3 separate regions of the Gossypium hirsutum genome follow, and all the other regions are linked to region 2. The links are chromatin contacts, called in public Hi-C maps. All regions are on one chromosome and are shown on one strand. The core of a region is the stretch at or near the end of the contact, and the rest is flanking DNA. Distances in the headings are between cores, read along the strand shown. Region 1 holds the start of LOC107921109 (BTB/POZ domain and ankyrin repeat-containing protein NOOT2). Region 2 holds the start of LOC107921508. Region 3 overlaps LOC107921512 (ferredoxin-dependent glutamate synthase, chloroplastic).

The links. Hi-C and Micro-C count contacts between places; a contact is called where the count stands out from the background.
Region 1: a contact with region 2 is called in a Hi-C map of hypocotyl, with 2.4 times the contacts expected there. The contact joins the promoter of LOC107921109 here to the promoter of LOC107921508 in region 2. A contact is called at or near these places in 13 of 34 Hi-C or Micro-C datasets (anther, callus, hypocotyl and 3 more).
Region 3: a Hi-C map of leaf shows a contact between it and region 2, with 2.9 times the contacts expected there. The contact joins the enhancer-like site here to the promoter of LOC107921508 in region 2. A contact is called at or near these places in 17 of 34 Hi-C or Micro-C datasets (anther, callus, fibers and 4 more).

The regions. Positions count from the first base shown.
Region 1 is chrD01:60,536,030-60,540,054 of Gossypium_hirsutum_v2.1, reverse strand. It overlaps LOC107921109 (BTB/POZ domain and ankyrin repeat-containing protein NOOT2), which reads left to right and starts at 2,492. Exons shown (of 2, transcript XM_016850981.2): 1 at 2,492-3,281. The coding sequence starts at 2,808.
Region 2 is chrD01:60,667,448-60,671,523 of Gossypium_hirsutum_v2.1, reverse strand. LOC107921508 reads left to right here and starts at 1,638. Exons shown (of 1, transcript XM_016851353.1): 1 at 1,638-1,964. The coding sequence starts at 1,638. The coding sequence ends at 1,964.
Region 3 is chrD01:60,496,804-60,500,742 of Gossypium_hirsutum_v2.1, reverse strand. It overlaps LOC107921512 (ferredoxin-dependent glutamate synthase, chloroplastic), which reads right to left. Exons shown (of 34, transcript XM_041087544.1): 32 at 3,920-3,939; 33 at 3,141-3,224; 34 at 1,623-2,251. The coding sequence ends at 2,090. Among protein-coding and RNA genes, the nearest start is that of LOC107921512, 32 kb to the right of the region's middle. Within about 2 kb of position 1,987, at least 2 of the 9 cell types and tissues checked have an H3K27ac peak or open chromatin away from gene starts, as enhancers often do. A contact at or near this core is called in leaf, where this site is marked.

The sequences.
Region 1 (4,025 bases), core at 1,243-3,742, 130 kb after region 2:
CTTGTAAAGACTACAAATGACTACTTTTGTGAAAGGTATCAATATCTTCTTAGTATGTATCGATACTTGAGCTATAGGAACACTTTTTCAACCCAAAAATAGTTTTATTTCATCCCCAATGGCTCCAAACATCCACAAATGTTATTCCTTAATATAAATACAAGTCAAGAACAATTCAAGACCTATAAGAGAGATAACACAAGAGAAGTAACTTCATATCTTCATTTCTCTTGTACATATTTTTTTAAGAGATTATTGTAATATCTTTCATCACTTTTATTTTTTTATATTTAGAACTCAAATTTGCAAAAATACATTTATTAAAGGTTGATTAATTGTTTGCTCTTTCTTTTTGTAATTAAAGAGTGTACTTAAGGTTTTGAGATAGAAAACCTTAAAAGAGATTTAAAAGGTACTAGTTGAAGTGTAAAAGCTAGAGGGTTTTAGTTAACCCATAAAAACTAAGGGAAGGTTCTATATTAGTCTTGTAAATTGAAAAATCTTTAGTAGAAGTATAATAAGGTAGTGGAGGTAAATAACTGAAGCTAAACTATTATAAATTCAAGTGTTCAAACTATTCTCTCTCCTTCTTTTTTTTTTAATTTAGAAAGTTTGTAAAAAAATTTTCAAAATCTCGATTTACTATCTCTTAGTATTGTTCGACCTAACATACACAATAAGCAGTACAACAAAAAGAATTCACATACTAGAAAAAAAATACAAATGTTAACTGTAATTGAAGTAATTTCCAAACCTTTTTTTCTAAAAGATTATTGAAAATCTTTTAGATGAAAACAAAGGATTAACCTTCTTTTATAATATAGGCCTAGACCTTTACATCATATAAGCAAACCAAAGCTCAACTTAGTAACATTAGGAATAAATTAAAAACAATGAAAATATCCTTTAAGTTGAGATTGCTCCTCTAGAAGGTAAGCTAAAAAGATCAAGGTTGCATATGTACTTGTAAATGGGACATCTCCGGTAGAAGATGAAGTGAATTGAGGCTACATGGTTTTTTTCTTTCTTTCTTTCTTTTGGTACAATGCCATTACACCCTTATTGGTGGTTGCATAGGGTTATGTTAAAAGGGGAGACAATATGGAGCCAACGTAGCTTTGACCTTTGAAATGTTTGGTAATTTATTAGGTATACATAGATTTATGTATTTGTATTTTACATTAAAGTTTGTCCTTCAAAATAAATTTATATTTTTGTTTATAAATTAATATTATGTGTTATAGGTTGAAAAAAAGGTTAAATTTATATTATTGCTTTTGTTTATAAATGAATTAACTAATTTTTAACCACTAAATTTATTTTCAGTATTTTAATTTAAATTTTTTGAAATTTTTGAATATCACTTTCGGCCCAAATAAAATTATATTTCGTGCGTAAAACGAATAAAAACATATATGATTATAAAAAAAACAGAGTATTTGAAAATAATTTCTTTTATATATATAGAAGAAGCATTGTTAGAAGTTTTACCTAAATACAAGTTGAAGGCTCAACTCTCAAACGAGAGTTGGCATTTTTTTTCCCAATATTTTTTCAAATTACATTATTTATTATTTTATTATATATATGGATGTATATACGTATTCAAACATGATGAGAGAGTTGAAACGGATAAGAAAGATTTATAAAGGAAGATTAGATTCCATTTGACATAAATATTTTGGATAAGTTATAAAATTAGTCATTTTTGTTTGTCTCACATTATATTTTAGTCACTTACGTTATCGTTTTGTTATGAAGTAGTCATTTTCCGTTAAGTTTCATTACCTCTTTAACGACAATCTTACGTGACAGTTCAAATGGGTTTTAAATGCCAACTTAGATGCCCAACTGGGATGTGAATAGTTTTTTCAATCAAAATGGAAAAGAAAACTAAAAGAAAAAGAAGAATGATTTTTTTTCCAGTTCAAGGTGTACTTAATTTAAATTTTTTAATTAATTAAATTTAAAAATCTATTCTCGTCTCAATTGGACATCCAAATTGGCATTTAAAACCTATTTAGACTGCCACGTAGGATTGTCGTTAGGGAGGTAGCGAAGCTTAATGGCAAAGTGACCACTTTGTAACAAAATGATAACGTAAATGACTAAAACGTAAAAAAATAATTTTTTTAATTTACCTAAATATATTATAAACTAGGTTAGTTTAGTTAGTTGAAATACTCTTAAATTAAGCTTGATTTGTTTGAGAGCAAAATAAGATTAATTTAGTTGGTTTGGTAGAGAACATAAATGCTGCTAATAGGTAAGTTGAGTAAAATTATAATAGTAAAACACGAGGTAATGATGAGGACAATTGTAACAAAGTTTTTCCATGTATCCCATTCCCATCATCATTTCTCCAGCATCCTACCCTACCCCCATGTATTATTTTTAATAGTATAAACAAAAAACAAATAGTTTCTTTTTGTTCTTTTAATTTTCCAATAAATAAATTGTGTATTTTAAATAGCTCAGCCGCCCCAAACAGCCACCCATGTTGCTCTCTCTCTCCCTCTTTCTATCTCTAAAGTTTTCTCTTTTCTCTGTCTATCAAAAAAAATATATCTCTATCGACAAAAACCCACACCACTTCATCGAGAGGAAAGAATCTCTCAATACAAAAACCAATTACAGTAACCTCCGTTTCTTTCAAATGAAACCATCATCTAAATCCCTACTTATTTCTCTAACTTCTTCTTCTTCTTCTTCTTCTTCTTCTTCGTGTACTTGATTCAACAACACACTTGTTTATCCAAGAAGAGAAGATTTTTCTATTTGTATTCCTCTGGGAAAACAACCCTAAAATGAGTAGCCTTGACGAGTCTTTAAGATCTCTCTCCCTCGACTACCTCAACCTCCTCATCAATGGCCAAGCTTTCTCTGATGTAACTTTCAGTGTAGAGGGTCGGTTAGTTCATGCCCACAGGTGTATTTTAGCTGCAAGGAGTCTCTTCTTTAGGAAATTCTTCTGCGGACCTGATCCTCCAGCTGGTTTAGACCCGGTTGGTTCGAGGATGAACCGAGGAGGCGGATCAACAGCAGGGTCTAGGCCCGGTGTTATACCCGTGAACTCAGTGGGATATGAAGTGTTCTTGCTATTGTTACAGTTCTTGTATAGTGGCCAGGTCTCTATTGTGCCTCAAAAGCATGAGGCAAGGCCTAATTGTAGTGAAAGAGCGTGTTGGCATACACATTGCACCTCTGCCGTTGATCTTGCGCTTGACACTCTTGCTGCCGCTAGATACTTTGGTGTTGAACAGCTTGCATTGCTTACTCAGGTTTCCCTTCCCTTCCCTTCCCTTCCCTTCCCTTCCCTCTCTTCGTCATCAATCATCATCAACATACCCTCACAAACTACTTTCCTTCTCTCTCTTTTTCTGCTGTCTGATTCTTGATTCTTGTGTGTGTGGAGTCTTGTTACTCTTTGTGTTTTGGGTTTTTGGGTACCCAGACAATAACTAGGCTTGGTTTTTGGGAAGTGTAATTTAATCTTTTTTTATTGAAGGGATTTTTTTGTAATCTTATTAACATGAAGATGATGATCATCATTATCAAACCGGGTTTCTTTTTCTTTTAACGATTAACTAAACACCTTTTTGTTCTACATATTTCCGATCCTCATTTCCATGTTTGTAAAGTAGTTGGATTTTATCCTCTCAGTTCATTTAGGAACTCTCTTTTCTGCAAAAACACGGAATTTTTAGTATTTTTTTTCGTTATTTTTTCTGCAGTTTTCTCCTACAGCGCCTGATTCTACCATTAATTGCTTCAGTTTTCTTTCACTGTTTTTCTTCATCGGTCATCTGGACTTCTCCTTCTACAGGCTACAGTTGATGTTGAAAAGATTTACTATTTTCTTGCGAGTAAAAAGAAATGTTGTTCAAACGATATTCATTGTCAAATAACCCAGAAAGAAAAGGGTTTATTTACATGTCATGTATAATCATATTTTCTGGTTTTCTTGAATTGGGTTTCTTCCATCTAAATGCTCCGCACCAAAGGCTTTCTAAATCTAGATCTTG
Region 2 (4,076 bases), core at 389-2,888:
AGGGCCCTCAACAAATGTGGCGAAGGCCCAACACTTTTACTTCACTATAAGAGTAAGACTAAGGGACAATGGGACATTAGATGCAAGGACACTTGGTTCCTCACTTATTACACTTGAACCCACGTCGGATTCTGATGATTGTATATTTGTTTTATATTTTAGCACACTTTCACCTTTGTGTCAATCTTTGTTTTAGAGAAATATTACTAGTTTTCTAGTGTTATTTTGCATGTTTTAGAATTTAGGTATTTATTTGTTAATTTTCATCATTTCAATTCATTCATTTCTTTCTTTCTTTTTATACAATGCAATTTTCTATTCTTAACCCTCTAAATCCTTAAATAAAAGGAAAAGTGTAAACGCTCAAGCTCACATCTTCCTTATTATCGCAATAGCATTGATGTCAATTGAATTAGCGCTCAATCAACTTAATGCATTTTTCTTTATTTTTAATATGTTGCAATTATTGTGTAAGTTAAGAAGGATGTTAAATGAAAATTATGGAGAAATAAATGGCAAGCACTACGACTTGAAGGAAGCAATGTCACGACAACATAAAGGAGCAAATCCACCTGGTTAGTGGATAAAGTCATGACTTCCAAGCTTTTTATGGCATTCTTTCTTCCAAACGCCGCAAAACGAGGTTGCTAGTAGCATTCCCTTAATAAACACATCTAAATTTTTAAAATTTATTAAAAATTGGTATTTTTTAATAATACAATCCAATCATATATAATTTCACATATATATAATATATACTATATAATTCATAGATAGCAAAATTAAAATATTTTATACAAAGCAATTAAGTTCTAATACACTTAAAAAATAACATACATTAAAATATTTTAATGTATCATTCATACACTAAAATATTTTAGAAAGCGTTCCAAAGCACCAATACCCACATTTAGGGGGTTGTGTTTGTAGAAAATTGGAGAAGTTGGACATGCAAGGTGGTAAATATGATTATGTTAGTGTCTCAAGGGTTGCAAAGTCTTTCTTTTTCATTAAGAAAGTCTTTGTCAAAGTACTAGGGAGATTGTAAGCTTTTTAGTAAAAGTAGGGGGCTAGGTTTGTTAGAGTTTGTTAGCTTGAGTCATGTATATAAGCATTGCTTGGTTAATGAATTTTGATCATCCTTCTCCATTTTCAGTTTTTATGCCTTCAGTTAGCTCTTTGCTGAAACAATGGTGGTATCAATAACCTTTTTTCTTGAGGGACCTATGAGAGAAGCCCTGTGAGAATCATGAGAGAAAAACTAAGAGATACACTTGTGAGGAATTGAGAAAAATGGAATTAGGATCAAGCAACCTGTCTATTCTAGCCCTACTTGTGTTTGATGGAGAGAATTATCAAACATGGGCTATGAGAATGCAAGCATACATGAAGGGTTGTGATTATTGGAAAGTTGTTGAGGAAGACTATGAGGTGACTCTACTTCTCAACAATCGAACTATGAACCAGATTAAACTGCATAACGAGAGAACCACCAAGAAGGAAAGGCAAAAGAAAACGCTTGCTTTTAAGCTACTATTTCACCAACCATATTCAATAGATTTATGGCTTTTGGATCAACAGAGGAGATATGAGACTACCCCAAGGCTAAGTATTAAGGAGATGAGAGGATTAAGAGCATGGAGCTTTTGAACTTGATCAGAGAATTCGAGAGGCTGCAGATGAAGGAGTCTGAGTCAATCAAAGAATACTTAGACAAGCTGATAGATATTGCTAACAAGGTAATGGTTCTTAAGACGAATCTCTCTGATCGTAGACTAGTGCAAAAAAAACTAGTTTTTGTGCCTGAGAAGTATGAAGCAACAATTTCTTCTTTGGAAAACACCAAAGACTTGACTCAGCTGAGTGTAGTGGAGTTGATCAGTACTTTACAAGCAAAGGAGCAGAGGAGGCTATTAAGGCAGGAAGGAAGCATAGAAGGAGCATTAAAGGCTAAGATGCAGTAGGGTGAAGGAGGAAAGGACCATAAGTGGAATAGGAAGAAGAGTAGTGGCAATAGTGGTTCAGAAGTTACTACAAAAGGTAGTGGTGTTGGAAATTCCAACAAGTACTCTTCATATAAGTATTGTGGAAAGCAAAACCATCTCTATTTTAGGTGTTGAAGAAGGCCAGATGTGAACTGTAGAAGGTGCAACTTGATGGGGCACATTAGAGGTTCTTCAAGGAAACAAGAAATCAATAGCAAGATGGAGCACATGTTGCAGTTAAAGAAGAAGAGGACCAATTATTTGTACGCATGATTCATTGAGTTAATTGGGAGCTTAGGTTAGCCTAAACACATATCCTAAGTTCCAAATGTAAGTGTTTTTATACCTTTGCCTCATTTTGAAAAATGGTGTTCATGTGATGTGTGATTGGATATGAGATGTGATAATATAGCAAGTAATAAGTGAAAATATCAGTATATGATAAGTGGTTTACTGGTTTAATGCACATCTATGTGAACTAAAATGATTGTGGCTCATTGAGCATTGTAGTGGCACTTGTAAGTGCATCAAGTGTGAATGTGATAGTGATGTGGAAATGATGAACGTGAATAGAGAAATTGTGCATAAAATAGTAACTAAACGTGCATAAAAGAGGATACCGGAAAAGTACATTATCGGGCCCCCGTCTTAGTAAACTGAGTCATAAATAATTATTAGAAGTAATTATGAGTTTAGTTTAGTGCTTAATTACGTATTAATTAGGTGAATTTAGTCTAATTAAGAATAATTAGGAAAAATGATCAAATTGAATAAAGAATGAAAGTCTAATTATAGATTAAAAGAAAGTAAAAAGGGCTAAAATGGCAATTAAGCCATTTATATAAAATGAGGCGGCATACATGCATTAAAATCCAAGATTTATTTAAGTTATATATAAATATTACATGTATATAATTATTATAATTATTGACCATTATTATGGTTTTATATTATTATTATCATGATATTGTATTTGTGCCAAATGAATGATGATTAAATAATACATGTGTAAAACATAAATATATACCATTGTAATATATTTTTATTTGTATATTAAATAGATACTTATTATTTTAAAGATATTTATTAGATAAATAATTAAATAATAATAATTATTATTATTATTTTTACATATTGTGAAATGTTAAAATAGTGACAAGTGTATGGTAGTGATAATAAACACGTGTAAAATACATAAAAATACACTTGTAATATATTTGTATATTTTCTTAAACAATAAGCAAAAGATATTTATTAGTTATTAATATATTATAAAATAAATAAATAAAGAAAAATGTATGGTGATGATTTAGTACAAGTGTATTAATAAAATACATACATTTGTAATACTTATAATTAATTAACTAAACATAAAGTAAAATAAAACAAAGCAAAAGAAAAGAAAGAAACAGAATAGACGGAGAGAAACAGAGAAGAAACATGGGAGAAAGAAAGAAAGAAAAAGAAAAAGAGAAAGAAAGGAAAAATTAGTGTTTAAGGTTTTTAAGCTTTAAAGGTAAGTTTAATCAAGTCCTTTTCTTTTAATTTAGATGTTTTAGAAGTTTTAAAACAAAGTTTTGTTAAAAATAAGTTGAGGTTTTGGAAGTTTATAGGTTTTTAAGCATGGTTCATGTTGAATAAATTGTTAAAGTAGGGATTTATTTGATAGAAATTTTGATTGGAATTGAATAAATGATTGAATTGTCAACTAAGCTATAAGTTTTGAATTTTAGGGATTAAATTGAAATAAATTCGAAATTATGAAGATATGATAAAAATTAGATAGTTAAATGTGGGTTTGGCAAGAAATTGAGTAGCAAGAATGTATGAATTGAGAAAGAAAAATATATAGGTTTAGTTAGGATTAAATTGGAATTAAAGTAAAAGTTAGATAAAAATTTCAGAAATTAAATTGTTTTGTGCTAATAATTTTGAAATTATTTTAATTGTTCGTAGCTAATATCGAGCCTAAAGCATCAGCCCAAAAAGGAAAAGAAAAGATTGTCGAGGATTAAATCCGAAGAGAATTCTGGTTTGTATCACTATAATTCAAACTTTATTATTATTATTAAGTGTTTAATTTGCTAATTA
Region 3 (3,939 bases), core at 738-3,237, 170 kb after region 2:
GGAGAGTATGCTGGAAACGGGGCTTGCTGCGGCGCTGCTTACTACTCTAGGGTTTTTTGGTTTAACTTTGCTTTGGGCCAGGGTTATTTTGGGATTTTTGGTTTAATGGTTTGGGCCTGTATCTATTGTTGGGTCTGTAATTTGGTTATTGGGTCAATTGGGCCCTATTACAAAGACTAAACAATTGGAGAATGGAATTCAAGGTTTTGTTTAAAGCTTTATTTCAAGTGAGTTTCAAACTGAAGTTCTAGAATCATCTTCAAATCTCTAGAAACTTGGAGAGCAGACTCAAGTATGTGTCAAGTAAGACTCTTTTTTGTATTGAAGAGAACTTAAACTAAACAGAGACCCTTCTCATCCTCTCTAAACCACTCTCATAATCTTGTAGCAATTGTAGCACATCCATAGGAGCTTGTGGAAAGACAAGAATCCCATAATGGTTCCCAAGTGCCATAACCGCTATTGCATCTAGCCGATTCCCTTCGTGTTACCTGCACCTCCCATTCCCGTCGAAGGAAGCTAGCAATTTTATTATTTATCAAGTAACTTTGGAGAATTTTGTAATAAGTTTAACCCTCATTTCTAGTAAAAGGCATTGCACATGCCCGAAAATTACACTCCAAGTAAGTCTATTTATTTTACTTTTTTTATTTCTTAGAGTTAAATAATTGATTACTTGGCAAGCAAGTGGCTGATACAAATCAATAAAAATATTTGCAAATGCTACATACTTGCATGTCAAGTAGTTTGAGTAGGTCTTAGAAGAATTAGCTTGCATGCATTGTAAGATAGTTGACTAAATCTTAAGAGGTTTAGAGTTTCTTAACTTGCAAGCCAATTTTAAACTATATATAGGAAGGCATGATCGCCATTAGGATATGTACCTTTGTTTTTGTTTTTTTATTATTAATAAAATTACTCAAGAGAGTTTTTCTTTCAAGATTCAATTATTGTTTGAGCTTCAAAGATTTGCAGCAACTCAACATCAAGCTTGCAACTTTTAACACTCTAATTTGCTAGGTTCATATTTTAGAGAGTTGGTTAGAATCCTATGATTATCTTTGTTCGTTACTCAACCAAAAGGGGCGTGGGAACACTAATCTATCATTTCAATTTCATCCTTATACCTTAAAAGGGCATTTGATCCATAAAAAAGATGGCAGCAGCAACTCAATTAATGAATCCTAACTTACAACTTAATTGCTAAAATGTCTTTGGTTGAAGTGACAAACTCCGACGTTATCCTCACAGCTCTAATCAGGAAAACATTTACAGCAGCTCCCTTGGTTCTAGGTCTCATCATTTTTTTTACATTTAAAGCTCTCAAATACTATGTAAACTCATCCAAGTGGTTGCCCCTTCATCTTGTCCAAGTCTAATCCTTTCAAATGGACCTTTTTTATTAAGTCAGTTTGATTACTGATAAACTAATATAATACACATTATCTAAAGCCAAGCCAAAATACCCTTAAATGGAAGCTCTTCAAACCAACAGATTCCATTTTGACCTGTTTTGCACTTATTTTTATAAGATGGATGCACAATTAGCATATCATGGTAGTAGGATAATTGCCATACAAGATAGTCATGTCCTCGTCCATTTGGGCTCTGTGAAACTAGTATTCAGACAAATTGGCATCGCAAGGCTTTTATTTTCAGTTGGCTGACAGAATAGTGAAGATAAAAAATACACTTTGACCCAAAGTACGATAAGTAATGGCACTGAATACGAGCGTAGAACAAACCAAGTTCAATTGGATGGAAAAAGGGCAGCGAGTAGCGTGCCACCCAAATAAACCTTGGACAATATTATGAAAACTAAACTAAACTAAACTAATCTGAATCTACAACTTTCAAGCATGATGACTACATAACTGCTATAACACCTGGAGGTTGAATGCTTTCGGATGGATTGACAAAGACCAAATGCTGACACCATATACTACCGAAGTTCTTCCTCTCCCCGCACTGAACTCCCACAAGCAAGATAGCATTCATTCACGACGCCCACAACAATCCCCTTTTGGTTGATCTGTACAGTGTGGGGCAAGAATAATGCTCTAAGAGAACATATGGTCTGATCATTAACTCAGGCTGACTGCAACGTCACCTTCTCCGAAGCTGTGCTCTGATACTCAGCACAAGCCTCCGGGGTATCTTCTTCACTAGGTGGAACCAGCTGCCAGAACAGTGATAGGTACTTGTCCCATTCAAGCAAAATCATAGAGCCTTTGGCACTCCCAGTTTTTTCCTTCACCATGAAGATTTAAAGTAAGGACATTGTTCAAGAAAATAAAGGCAAAGCACATAAAGAACTTATACCGCAATAGAAAATCCGACATTTGTAAAAGTAGTTTTTAAAGTTAATGGCAATAATCATTACATGAGATAGTATTGATATTATAATCGTAGTCTTCAAATTGAAAAAGAGAATGTCCTTGATTAATTCACTCAGAAAATAAAGAAAATCAAAGTGTTTTCCGTAATATAAGAAGCAGCAGGGGATAAAATTACAATTAGCAAAAATCATAATAAATGACTATATATTTCTATATTCATATTACTGATTTATAGCCTAGTGTATTCAAGACTTCATTTTCGTTTGGAAAATCTAATACGAATTTTGAAACAAAAGAATAGAATATACATGTGTGCATATATATATATATACATCACAATTCAGCATATAAAAGAAAGGTATTATTGATGTGTTTGTGACAACTATTTGCTAATGGACAAATCACTTAACATTAGTAGGAACAGATTTTGTTTGAAGAATATACTATACAAAAAAACTGTTAATCATCACGATTTCAATATTTAATCTTTTGGGAATCTTGAATTTTTAAAATATTACTTCATATAAAAGAAATTCCTATAAATTTTAACAGCATTTTATACTCGAGGTTTAGATTTTTGAGGGGGGCAGATTAGTTTTCATGTACCATTTGAAGAGCCTAAACTAAATTCACCATGTACATAAGAGAATACTAAAACTTAGCCAGACCACAGTCTTAAGTGGCTCTGCCACTGCCCACTTGTCAGCAAGCAGTGGCTCTTAACCTAAGAAATATGTGACAAGTCAAAGTGTTCATTGTGCTGGTTCATTATGATTGTTGGACAATTCAAGGTGAACTTACAACATGGGCCTCGATAAGGCTCTTAAGCTGCATCTGTCCAACAGGGGCAGTTACTCTTTGGATCTTCACAATTTCCTTATTTACCTGATCAAACATTTATAAAATTGTAAAGATGTGAATCTGAAGGAATATTGATGGAAAGCAAATGGTAATAGTATGATATATTTTTCTCATAGATATTTGATCAATTAGAAGAACCAGAACAAAAACATTACTTTCACTGACTTGCATCCCTATAGATTATACTTATGTGCTACAATTGTCAAAAGTGAAGCAAGCAGACTGGAAATGTGCAAGAGGCCTTCATTGCAAAATCTATGAATCTAATGCTTTGGCTAACAATTGGAAACCTCTAAACTAGAGGAAATTGATGTTCAAAAGGATATTTTTCTTCTTCTTTTAGTAGAGTGTGGGGGAAAAGGAAGTATTCCAAAGTTTAGAATCTAAGAAAAAATATATCAGTAATAATAAGGTGAATTGAAGTAGAAAGAAAGGGGAGAAAAGGCTAAAGCATTAAAATATTTTATAAACTTTGTGCGTGTCTCATGTGACCACATTCTGTTTCAGAGCAGCTGAAGAAATGGGACACAACTGATGACTGATGGCATGCAATTAGTGAAGAATCATTTCCTATGGCAGCAGAGAGGTCTCATCACTAATTAACCACAGCATTTCTAGAAATTATATTCAAGGATGCAAGATTGTTAAATACTTTCCAATGTATAATAAATTAAGAAGCCAGGATATAAGAGAGGAAGATGGGCCACTTCTGCTCAAACCTTGGGCATTAGAGTATCAT